2 separate regions of the Pan troglodytes genome follow, and region 1 is linked to region 2. Evidence: chromatin contacts called from public HiChIP or PLAC-seq data. All regions are on one chromosome and are shown on one strand. The core of a region is the stretch at or near the end of the contact, and the rest is flanking DNA. Distances in the headings are between cores, read along the strand shown. Region 1 holds the start of CPT1A (carnitine palmitoyltransferase 1A). Region 2 holds the start of PPP6R3 (protein phosphatase 6 regulatory subunit 3).

Region 1 (5,764 bases), core at 2,927-5,426, 380 kb after region 2:
GCACTCCAGCCTGGACAACAGAGCAAGACCTTGTCACTAAAGAAAAAAAAAGAAAGGATGTCTCAAATGTTCTGTCATTCCTTCAACACATATCTGAATGTCTGCTCTGGGCCACTGAAATAATGAGGAAGGTGAATGTAAGGGTGAGTTAGGAAGAAGTAGCAGCACTTAGCCCCGGCTGCATGTGGGGGCTTAGGGAACAGGAAGAATGCAGGCTGGCTCTCCGGCTCCTGGGCTGGGTACCACAAACCACCCGCATCAGGAGTATGAAGCCTTCCTTTCTTAACATAAAGGACTTGGTGTCCAATGCCTAACCTATATCCCTCAGGAAGCAGAGCGGTACCCACCCTACTGCCCAACCCTCCAAGGTGACCGTGACCCTCCTGCACACCCTGGAGAGGCACGCCTCACTCAGCAGCATGATTTCTTTCATTGTTAACTTCCAAAGACGTTCCTGGACCGAAGAACAATCCTCACCAAAAAAAAGGCAAAGGCAGACACTTCTGAGGCCGTCAAGATACCCAAATAGGGTAGCTGGCCTCAGCCCAGGGCCTGCTGGGGATCCAACCTTCACCTGACATTTGGATGGGGTAAAAGTTGAAATTTACACAAGGTAACAAATATTTGAAGCTAGCAAGCAGAAAAAAGTCCTTACTTGTGTTAAGCAATCAATTTGTTTAAAAAACATATCCTGTACATGTCGTCAAAGAAACTGGTAATAGTGGTGGCATCTGGAGAGGGGAACCAAGTGAGAAGGACTCTACTCTGTATCTGCACCTTTTAAAAAAAAAAAAAAAAACAAAAAACAGAGACAGAGTCTGGCTGTCACCGAGGCTGGAGCGCAGTGGTGCAATCATAGCTCACTGCAGTCTCCACCTCCTGGGCTGAAGCCATCCTCCCACCTCAGCCTCCTGAGTAGCTGGGACCACAGATGCACTCCACCAGGCCCTACTAATTGTTTGTAGAGACAGGGGTCTGGCTCTGTTGCCCAGGTTGGTCTCGAATTCCTGGCCTCAAAGCAATCCTCCCACCTTGGCCTCCCAAAGCATTGAGATTACAGGCGTGAGCCACGGGGCCGGGCCCATCTGTGCCTCTTTAACTTTGCATCGTATGCTTATATCGCTTATTTGTAAAAACAAAACAAAACAAAAGTCTTCACAAGAAAAGCTCAAGACTGGCAGAAGACAAGTGAGGCCTCTTTAAAGTGTGTTAGAGAGATTCTCGAGAGATTCTCTCCAACACACTTTAAACAAACAATCTCGAACAGCCATTTTAATTCTTAAAGCACCAATTCTTCCGGAATTCAAGTTCAGGCTTCCACCAGCAACAGAATTCTGGCCTGCCAATAATAACCATGCAGAGTGACTAAACATTTTTTCCAACAAAGGAAAAAATGCAAACGATCAAAGTGCAGAAGCAGCCCTTGGCCCGCGCAGGCTCCGGTTTCCGCCTCCCGCCGCCGCTGCCACCGCCCCTGCGCCTTTAGATTTCGGGCAGCAAGTTTAATTGCTCGCTTGGAAAGCGTCCTCGGAAGGGCACCGCCAGCAACTGCGGCTTCGCGCCCCGCCCCTTCCCCCAAGCCCCGGGCGGCGTCACGTGACGGCTGAGAAAAGTAGGGGAAAGGTCAGCAGCAGCCCCGCCCCCGGGCTGGCGCGTCCCAGGCGCTCGGATCCTGTTCCACCCGCCGTGCCCACAGAGACCTTCCGGAGCGAGTTGGCGCGCGTCCCTGTGGCCACCCCAGCGACAGCGGGAGAAATGCAACGCACCTCTCCGTGGGAAGGTCGAGCCCTGCAGTGCCCAGCTGTGGGGACAGCTCGGTGCTCAGTGCTTCTGATGACAGATGCTGCATCCAACGAGCCAGAAACGCAGGCACCGCGCTCAAGAGCCCAGGGCGCGTCTAAAAGGGGCTCACTGTGAAGCCTCAGTGAAAACTGACGGTGTTTTTATGAATGAGCACTCGGGGCCAGGGTTGGGTAAGGGCAGGCCCTCGTTCCAGGGCCCCCCGGAGGCCCAACTTGACCGCTCGGTGACCACTGGTCCGGGGCCGGGGCCAAACGCAGCAGCCGCAGCAGTATCGGAAGGGACCCAGTTTAATTCTCTTCCCCTCCGGGGTAGGCGGCTTGTTTTTAGTACCAACTCGAAACGTTATTTTGGCCTGTGCATGATGCCAACTTCTGCCACTTTGAAACAAAGTGTGTGCACTCCCAAACCTGGCCCTTTTTATTGTTTGATTCCAACCGTTAAGATAGGGTTCAAGTGCAAGGTCTAGGCTAGCAATGCTTCACAGGAAGGAAACCAGTAATTTACATGCGAAAAGCAGTCCACAGGCTCTTGGTATTGAGGCAAAACCAATCCAAAGAACCAGCTGTGAATGCTGATGGTCCCCAGACCAACTGACAGCTGGATGTTCGCTGGCCTCAGCGGTGTGCATTCTCAGCGACACTAATGTCCTCAATTTATTGCTACGTTCACTCGGTCAGAGTCGCCTTAAAGAATTTGGAAAGGCCCGGGGGTGGGGGTGCTTCCTGGCATAAATAAAAGACCAGTGCTCAGCCATTTTTTATTCACTCGGTTTGTGGCTTAGAATGAAATAAACATGCTTGCATATCTGGAATGACCAGAAACCGGACACCTGTGGAAGAAAATGGTGTAACAAAATACAACGTTGCAAAAGGTAAAACCGATTTTCATTTTATTCGGTAACTTACAAAGTTACCAGCTTCCTACTAAAATCTGCCCTTAAATATTTTATAACACACGGAGCCGAGAGGAACCGAAAGCCTGTGCCGAGTTGGGAATATTAACTTTGTTATGTATTTAACCTGGTAGGTAGTTGGGATTTTTAACTCTCTGAGTTGTTTTCTTTTTTTAAAGTAAGATCGGCCCTCATCTTTGAGTTCTGCGGCTTTAACGAAAGCCAAGGGCGGATTTACATTATAAAGACGCTGACCCATGGCCTCTCCTGACAAACCGAAAGAAGCCGGCTGTTGGCTGGCCGCGGCGGTGGCTCCGAGAAGGGGCTGCCCCGCGTGGCCCTGACCGCACCGTCGGGCTCGCAGGCCAAGTTCGCCAGGGCACGGCCACGTGACACCCCCACCCTCCCGCGGCCCCGCCGCTCCCAGCCCGGCACGACCTTGGGCACATGCTCCGCGCCCACCTGCCCTTGACCCAGCGCTGCACGGGAGAGGCTGCGGGGCGCTCCCAAGCAGGCACTGGGCCCGGCACCCTCATCCTGCTCACGGCAGCGCTCGGACCGCGCCTGGAGTCCCTGCGCCAAGGGCGTGTCCCGACGGCTGCACTGCGAGGGCGGGCATGGGGAGGGGGACCGGGGAGACGGACGCTGGGATGGGGTCAGCGGCGCCCTGCCGAATCCCGAGGGCCGAGCATCCCTCCCTCAGCCGCACTGCACCTGCCCGTAGGTGACCCACCCACGGGCGGACCCCCAGACCCAATCCTCTCCAGAGCCAGGGTGGGATGGGCAGGGACAGGAGCCGGAGGCCCTACTGGCCCTGGGCGAAGGCATCCTGGAAAGCATCCAGAGCGTCCAGCATCCCTCCCGCGGCCACCCGCAGGCTGACCGACCCCTGGGCAGACCCTCAGACTCAATCCAGTCCGGGGCGGATTAAGGAGTGGGAGACAAGGGAGCCGGTGGCCCCGCTGGCCCCGGGCCGGAGGCGTCCAGCCAAGTCCGGAGGGCCGAGCATCCCTCCCGCGGCCGCACGGGACCCGCCTGCGGATGGACCGACCCCCGGCGGACCCTCAGACCCAATCCCCTGGGGGACATGGGGAGCCCCGGCCTCTTTCTGGGTTCAGGATCTCCACAACCCCGCCGTCCGGGGGGAATACCGGGGTTCCACTCGGCGCCCCGGTTCCGGCGGCGTCCCCCACCCGCTCCGGTTCCCGGCAGCCCCGCGCCCCGCCCGTCCCCGGCCCCCGCAACCCGCAGGGCCGCCCCGCCACCCTCCCCACCGCGGGCGACCGGGCCTCACCGAGTCAGCTACGGAGGTGCGGCAGCGGCAGCGGCAGCGGCGCGGCAGCGGCGGCGGCGGTGGAGTGAACGAGCGGCGAGCGGGAGCCGGGGAAGGAGGGCCGCGGGCGAGGCCGAGCGCACCCGACGCCGGCAGCAGCGGATTGGCTGAGGCGGGTCCGGCTGCGGCGCCTGCAGGCGGGTGACTCCCAGCGCGCGGAGGGCGGGCCCGGGGCCTCGGCGGGGCGGGGCGTCCGCGGGGCTAGGAGGGGAGGGAAACTGAGGCTCGCGCGGGTGCTCGCGTCCTCGACCTCTGCCGGAATGGGGTCTAGGACGAGATTCCTCACCCTCCGAGCCTCAGTTTCCTCATCCGTAAAACGAGCCATCTCGTGGAGGCCGTGCGCATAAAATCGCTTAGCTCCGTGCCTGGCTGATCCTCGCGACTTATCTATCGGCATTGCCCCGTGTAATGCTCCAGGCACCCACTGATGGTATTCACCCCTGACTCCTTCATGCAGACAAGGGTCGCGGGCCAGGAAATAAGTTACCCCACATCACCGAGCTGAGAAGCAACCGATCCACAGGGAGTGGTGGCGCGCGCCTGTAATCCCAGCTACTCGGGAGGCGGGAAGTCGCTTGAAGCCAGGAGTTCGAGGCCAGCCTGGGCAACGTAGCGAGACCCCGTCTCTAAAAAAAAAAGCGCGGGGAAGTGATAGATCGGACATTGGGTCCAGATCTGATTCCACAGCCCATGCCCCAAATCAGACCTTATACCACGATTGGCAGTCATCGCGATCCGGAGGCAGCGTGGCTCCTCCTCATCTAGCTAGGATAAAAATGCCTCACTTGGGGGGCTTTGGTGAGATTTACTAAAATAATTCTTCCAGCGTCAAGAACATAATAGGTGCTGGGAGAGGAGTAGCTGGAGCCCAGGGCAGAGCGACCGAGAGACCCTTGTGCTGGAGCTCGGGAGAGGGGCCGGGAGCGGGAACTGAACATCCACCGGTCCCAGGAGTCTAGGGCGAGCGCAGCTGCAGGGGACCCAGGGGGTTTAGGGGGAGGGAGAGGGGCCCCAAGCATAACAGGAGGGCCAAGGGGCTCTTCCTGACCGGGAGCCACCCCTCCCCTATCTTTGCCCGCAATGCTTCCAGGCTCGAGCTGGCGGCTCTGCATACAGCAGGTGCTCCATAAATGCACCGATGTTATGAACAAAGACTCTTTTAAACCTCTTTTATGAACCCTGCTCTTTTTAAGTTCGACCACTTCTTCTAGTTATGAAAAAATCCATGTTTGCAACCATCCTTCTTTCTGTATCATTTAGTTGTTACCGCAGAAGAATTTAGAAGAGAAAATGAAAGTTCTCCTTTGATCCCGCCCCCCACCACCGCTGCAGTTAACTCTCCCTGCGGTTCCCGGGCTCGCTGTTTTAAAGGAAGGCTAGGATGCAAGCTGTCTGTAAGGCTGTATTGTTTTCACTTGGCTTACGTCGTAGACAGTTCTCTGTTGGGGGACGGAGATGACCACCGGCCTTCCCAAGGCTGCATAAGATTTCCTTTGACTATGCTGTGATCCATTTACGCGGCCCCCATTGGACAATTAGGCCCTCCTCCCCGCCCCCCACCCCACCATTGCAGGTATAAATAAAAGCTGCGTTGGCCGTCGATGTACCTCCTGGAGCTCCTGATTATCCTGTAGGATAGATCCCTGGAGGGGAAGCAACCAGGCACGTGCAACATTTTGGTGACACAGGCCAAGCTACCATGCCGAAAAGTTTACCAACTTCCACTGCCACCCGCG
Region 2 (6,731 bases), core at 3,389-5,888:
GTCCAGCCTCAACACCTCTTGACCTGACCTGGCCTGGGCTCCTGAACACCAGCCAAGCCCTTCCTGGCATGTCCTCTTCTGGGGCAGCCCCTCTCCAGCCCGTGGATCAGCGCCAGCCTGGGATGGACTGTGCCCTGGTGACATAACAAAGGGAAAGACAATACGGCATTTTTCCCTTCAAGTTGAACTTCTTGTTTTTTTTTTTTTTTTCAGACAGAGTTCCGCTCTTCCACCCAGGCTGGAGTACAGTGGCAGAATCTCGGCTCACTGCAACCTCCGCCCCCAGGTTCAAGTGATTGTCCTGCCTCAGCCTCCCGAGTAGCTGGGATTACAGGCGCCCGCCACCACGCCCAGCTAATATTTGTATTTTTAGTAGAGATGGGGTTTCTCCATGTTGGCCTCAAACTCCAGACCTCAGGTGATCCGCCCACCTTGGCCTCCCAAAGTGCAGGAATTACAGGTGTGAGCCACACACCCGGCCTGAACTTCTTCAATTTAAGCTCTTCTTTATTCAGAGCTAGTTTTTCCTGTGTTAGTGTATGTGTGTGTTAGCATGTCCTTTCTTTTATGAAATTATGATAATAGTAAATACTTAAAAAAAAATCATTACAGAATTGAAATTGGGGGCCGGGTGCGGTGGCTCATTCCTGTAATCCTAGCACTTTGGGAGGCCAAGGCAAGCGGATCACCGGAGGTCAGGAGTTCAAGACCAGCCTGGCCAACATGGTGAAACCCTGTCTCTACTTAAAACACAAAATTAGCTGGGCGTGGTGGTGTGTGCCTGTACTCCCAGCTACTCGGAAGGCAGAGGAAGGAGAGTCGCTGGAACCTGGGAGGCAGAGGTTGCAGTGAGCCAAGACTGTGCCACTGCACTCCAGCCTGGGCAACAAAGCAAGACTCCATCTCAAAAAAAAAAAAAAAAAAAAAAAAATTAAAATTTGGCAGCTCTGATTCTGTTCCCAAAATTTAAGTCATGATAGCCAGGTGATGGGTGCGTGAGCATGCAGCCTGCTCTTCTCTCTGCTTTTGAATATGTTTGAAACTATTCAGTTACATGTGTGTTTTTTTAATAATTTGTTATTAATTTTTGCAGGTACATAGCAGGTACATATATTTATGGGGTTGTTTTTTTTTAAAGTCTAGATGGATTGAAAAGTTGAATATTAATATGAAACATTAAACTACAAAAGGATCAGGAGGAAAGACAGAAGGTGGTGATCCCTGAAATCTAGACGTTTTAGGGTAGAGACGTCAATCTGTGTAGAATGCAAAGCTTCTAAGTCATTCCTCTGTTTAAAGCCTGTCAGTAGCTCCCCATGGCTCTCAGGACCCAGGCTGAGCTCAGATACCTCCTCCTCCAGGAAGTCCTCCCTGACTTCAACCTTCTGGTTAGGTTAGAAGCAAACCATAAGTGGAGACCTTAGGGGCCCACTTACGTTGGGCAAGGTACTGTATGATTTCATTATAATGTATATGGCCCTGTGACCCACCTCAGAGTCAGGGATGGAGGAGCCTGGTGCAGATACTGGCAAATCCTTTGATGATGAGTGAGTATAGGGATGCAAGTGTCGGTGGGGGTGTTGGGTCCTCCCTGGGCTCCCCAGCAGGGAAGGACGGATGGGAGCCCAGCCCTGGCTGCCCCCTCCTGCCCATGGCCCAGCCTCCCTCTCAGGCACCAGCCAGTCCCAGGACTCTCTGCAACCTTTCCCGGGCTCCTTAGTCCAGCTCCAAGCTGCCCCTCTGGCCCTGTGCTACACCTGGTGCTCCCTGCTCTCGCTTCCAGCCATCTTCTCTAGAGTATGGCCAGCCCTTCTTCTGCCCGGAAGCTTTCCTTGGCTTCCATGGTCTGAGCATAAACCCAGGTTCCTCCGCCTGGCTTCCAAAGCCTCCATGGTCCCTTCTGCACCTGCTTCTCGTGCTGTTGCCCCAGACCTGAGATCAGCCCCACCCTGCCTTCCACGGGGTGTGCTCCTTCCACCTTGCTGCCTCGGCCTCTCTCCCTGGTATGGCCGCTCCCGCCCTGCCCAGGTGATCAGCCTGTGAATCCCCTCCCTAACCCCCGCACAGAGCACACCTCCCAGGCTGGCTTCCGGCTTGACTATGTTCCTCCATGCCTCTCTGAGTAGCAGGATCAATGTGAGAAAGGTCTGCCCTGTCTGCAGCCTCCCCAGAAGCACAGTACTTTTCGTGGCGCGTACACGGGCTGGTAGATACAGTTGTCCCTCTGTATCCGTGGGAGATTGCTTCTGGGACCCCCAAGGATTCTCAAGTCCCGTATATAAAATGGCTTAGTACAGTTAACAACGGAGATGTGTTCTGAGAAATGCATCGTTAGGCAATTTTGTCCTTTGCAAACATCACAGGTATACTTAGCACAAACCCAGATGGTCTAGCCTACTACACACCTGGGCTATATGGGATAGCCTATCGCTCCTAGACTACACATCCATACAGCATGTTACTGTGCTGAATACTGAAAGCAGCTGTAACACAATGGTAAATATTTGTGTATCTAAACATAGAAAAGATCCAGTACAGCTGGGCGTGGTGGCTTACGCCTGTAATCCCAGCACTTTGGGAGGCTAAGGTGGGTGGATCACCTGAGGTCAGGAGTTCCAGACCAGCCTGGTCAACATGGTGAAACCCCCATCTCTACTAAAAATACAAAAATTAGTGGGACATGGTGGCATGCACCTGTAATTACAGCTACTGGGGAGGCTGAGGCAGGGAGAATTGCTTGAACCCAGGAGGCAGAGGTTGCAGTGAGCTGAGATCACCCCATTGTACTCCAGCCTGGGCGACAGAGCAAGACTCCATCTCAGAAAAAAAAAAAAAAAAAAAAGTCCAGTACAACTACAATATCATAATCTTATGAGACCAGTCTTTTTTGTTTTTATTTATTTATTTATTTTTTGAGACAGAGTTTCGCTCTGTCGTCGAGTCTAGAGTTCAGTGGTGCAATCTCGGCTCACTGCAAGCTCCGCCTTCCGGGTTCACGCCATTCTCCTGCCTCAGCCTCCTGAGTAGCTGGGACTACAGGCGCCCGCCACTGCGCCCGGCTATTTTTTTTTTCTTTTTGTATTTTTAGTAGAGACGGGGTTTCACCGTGTTAGCCAGGATGGTCTCGATCTCCTGACCTCGTGATCCACCCGCCTCGGCCTCCCAAAGTGCTGGGATTACAGGCGTGACCGCGCCGGGACCTCCTGTGGATTTTCATGGGACTCTGAGAGGCGCCTCAAATCCATTTTGGAATAAGGCAGGTTATTAGCATGGGGTCTAACCGTGGGCTGTCTCGGTGTCCCGGGCTGGCTCTTGGGGCGGGGGTCCTGATGTCCGGGACCTCGGTCCTACCTGGGAGGCACAGATATGGCGGGGAACGGGAAGCCCGGGGGAGCATTTAGAAGCTCGTGTGCACACGGAAACCCTGTCTCTACAAAAAATTAAATTAGCGGGGCCCAGTGGTGCGTGCCTGTGGTCCCAGCTACTCGGGAGGCTGAGGTGGGGGGACTGCTTGAGCCCAGGAGGTGGAGGCTGCAGTGAGTCATGATCACCCCACCGCACTCCAGCCTGGACAACAGAGCAAGACCTTGTCTCAAAAAAGACCCCAGGCCAGGAGCGGTGGCTCACCCCTATAACCCCTGCACTTTGGGAGGCTGAGGTGGGCGGATCACCTGAGGTCAGGAGTTCGAGACCAGCCTGGCCAACATGGTGAAACACCCGTCTCTTCTAAAAATACAAAAATTAGCCGGGCATGGTGGCGTGCGCTTGTAATCCCAGCTACACGAGAGGCTGAGACAGAACTGCTTGAACCTGGGAGGCGGAGGTTGCAATGAGCTGAGGTCGCACCACTGCACTCCAGCCTGGGGGACAACAGGGAAACTCCGTCTCAAACAAAACCAAACCCCAAAAGTTCTCGTCTAAATCCTTCCCCCAGGACAAGGGCACTTATCTCTTGGCGGTGCGTCACAGGTAGGGATATTCCGCGATCCCTCACCTTGACACCGCTACGAGGACAGCCACCTCTTTCGGGTAAAGAGACCGCAATGGGAAATCATTCTGATAAAATTCCCCTGCGGCGAATGCGGGCATCGATCCCGTTACCTCTCACATACTAAACGAACGCTTCTCCACTTAAGCTGATTCCCTAGCTCGGCCTAACCTTTGCAGCCGGCGCATATTGTGGCTCACGTCACCACCGGTGTCCCCCGCCGCCCCCGCCCCGCCCGGCCAGCTCGCCACCCTATTGGCTCCCTCACGGCTCCGGCTCCACGGCCATGATTGGCTTGGCTCAATTTAGTTTTAAAAAGCATTGGCCACTCGGATTGGTGGTCCGAAGCGTCCGTCAAGCGGAGGACCTGCTGTTGCTACGGCGTAGGGGGACCCAGCCAGGTTTCTCCCCGTTTCTGATTTGTTTCTCAGGCTCCGGGGTCCTAGAGGTTCCGGATCCGTCAAGTCCATGGGAAAAGAATGCGCCCCTCGCGCTTGACTGACGAGGCTTGCGGGCCAATCGGAACGGAGTCAAAGGAGCCGCTAGGCGATCCAATAGGTAGTAGGGGGCGGGAGAGAGGGGCCAATGAGCCTGGAGCTGGGGGCGGGGACAGGGCCGCGATTGGCTGAGAGGCGGCCAGAGGGAGGGCGGGGGGAACTCAAGGCCTGCTTGATACGTCCGCCATTTTGGGCGCTTCGCTGATGGTGTCGGTGAGCGCGTTTCCCGCCTGAGCGCAACTAGCGGCGGGTCGTGGGCACCTCCAGGTAATGGGGGTGGGGGAGGCGCCGGAGCAGGCCGCGGCGCGGGGTGTGCGAGGCGCGCGGGCAGGCGCGGGGCCCCTCCACCTGGGCCTCGGCGGCTCAGGGAGGGAACGTCCCGGCCCCTCTCCCCTCCCCCCCCGGAATTCGTCGCTCCGCGGGCCCGGGAGGCGCGGCGCCGAGTCCTTCCCGGCCGCTCCCCGTCCGCTCCTGTTAGCCGGGGGCCCCGCCAAGACGGGCGCCGGGAGCGGGACGCGGTCGGGGCGGCGAACTTTGTGCCTCGTTGACGTTCGCGGCCTGGCGCGGCGGGCGGGCGAGGCGCGCCCCTGACCCGGCTCTGGCTCCAGCCTTCCCGCCCGCCGGCCGCGGCCCGCAGTCTCGCCCCTCCCCGGCCCGCGCCCGGTCTCCGCTCCCGCTGGGCCTCCCGGGGGCCTCGGGGAGCGCGTCAAGTTGAGGCAGCAACTCGCCGTCAAGAGTCGCGAAGACCATTGTTGGACTCTGCTCTTCGGGAAACAAGTTTTGTGGGTTTCTGTTAATTCGCCGCAGAGTCATCGGGATCCACACCAGCCAGTTCCGAGGCTCCCAGTACCCTTCCCAGTGGCTTTTTAACTCCTGTGAGGTGGCTTGTATGTAAACTGTCTCGAATGCCTCCCTGGTGTATTTGAGCCGGGGGTGGGGGGGTGGGTGGTCCTTCTTGTGGCTTGAAGTCCCTCCCTCTTAAAGAAGCCCATTCACTGTTTACTTGGAGGTGTTTCCTGTTGAGGTCCTGCTGGCTGTGATCACAATTTGGACTTTTTAATTATAGGTGAACGGGATGGGTCTTTGGATGTACCTCCGTGCCCTGACGTTTCAACCGCGTGACTTAATGTCATTTTCCTGGTACTTCACATTTTCTCTGTGGGGCTTTGGGTCTGTTTTGCTTTTATGGGAGGGGGTGCTTGACAGGCGTTCCCTTTCATCCTCGCAGCACTTGTTGACGGGGTGGTGTCCTTTATTCGTGGGACGTTTACTTTGATTTTGTCCTCAAGGTCATGTTGCAGATAGGCTTCAAGGGGGACAGGGACTCCAGGTTTCCAACCACCGAACTGAGCAAGTGTATGAGACCCAGTTATGGTGGTGGTTGGGTTTTCCTCACTGTGGAGTGGAGTCAGTGACCACTTTTTAGCTCTGTGACCTTGGGCAAGTTACCCAGCTTCTCTTTTTTTTTCTCTGTAGTATGGGAATAATAATAAGTGTCCCAGCCATAAGTTTGTCAGGATAATTGCCCTAATACATGTAAAACAGCTAGAGCCGTGCCTGGCACATAGAATCACCTCAGTGGCTGATTAGTGGTTAGGCTAGTTGATGGCTATTATTGTTTAATTTAAATTTGATTTTTAAATGTTTAGGTACTATTGGGAAGTCAGATGAGCATTTGAGTCCCGAATCTTGGTGACTGCCTTTAGAAAGCTATGTGTAAGACTCAGTTGGGCCGAAAAAGTAAAATTATAAGTTATTTTAATTTTTTCAGAACAGGGGTTTTGACCATTCCTTAAATTAGGAACATTTACCGGAGTAATTAATGAGTAGTAGCACCTCATAATGTTTAAAGAGATGGTTAAATACAGAAAAGCCCATCACAAGCTTAAGTCGGGCTTTATTCCTCATGTGCTTTTGGATACTAGTTTCTGGGTGACTGCCACCCGAATCAGTAACTAGGGTTTCTTAGTGTAGTCCTCCTTGTTACTGAAGACTGTAAGGGTGCCGTGGATTGCAGTATTCTTCAGCAAAGATAGTTTGGGAAATAGCTTTTGTCCTGGAGGGATACTTTGGAAGGTATTCTCCACTTCAGCATGTCTGGTCAGGGAGTCTAGAACATTGAACAAAATGCCTGCACTCAGTCAGAAATAAACTCACAATCCTTTACCGCTTGCCCGATACTCTCCTCCATGGTGCTCGAAACCTTGCGTGCACCTTCCCCTGGTATTGTTGTGTTTACTTGGGAC

What was found. HiChIP or PLAC-seq counts read pairs in DNA pulled down with a chosen protein or histone mark.
Region 1: an H3K4me3 HiChIP or PLAC-seq map of stem cell-derived excitatory neurons shows a contact between it and region 2, with 5 times the contacts expected there. The contact joins the promoter of CPT1A here to the promoter of PPP6R3 in region 2. A contact is called at or near these places in 1 of 7 Hi-C or Micro-C datasets (stem cell-derived neural progenitor cells) and 1 of 1 datasets of contacts at active chromatin or transcription factors (stem cell-derived excitatory neurons).

The regions. Positions count from the first base shown.
Region 1 is chr9:70,883,936-70,889,699 of NHGRI_mPanTro3-v2.0_pri, forward strand. CPT1A (carnitine palmitoyltransferase 1A) reads right to left here and starts at 4,177. Exons shown (of 19, transcript XM_016921421.4): 1 at 3,990-4,177.
Region 2 is chr9:70,500,695-70,507,425 of NHGRI_mPanTro3-v2.0_pri, forward strand. It overlaps PPP6R3 (protein phosphatase 6 regulatory subunit 3), which reads left to right and starts at 4,639. Exons shown (of 24, transcript XM_001173771.7): 1 at 4,639-4,752.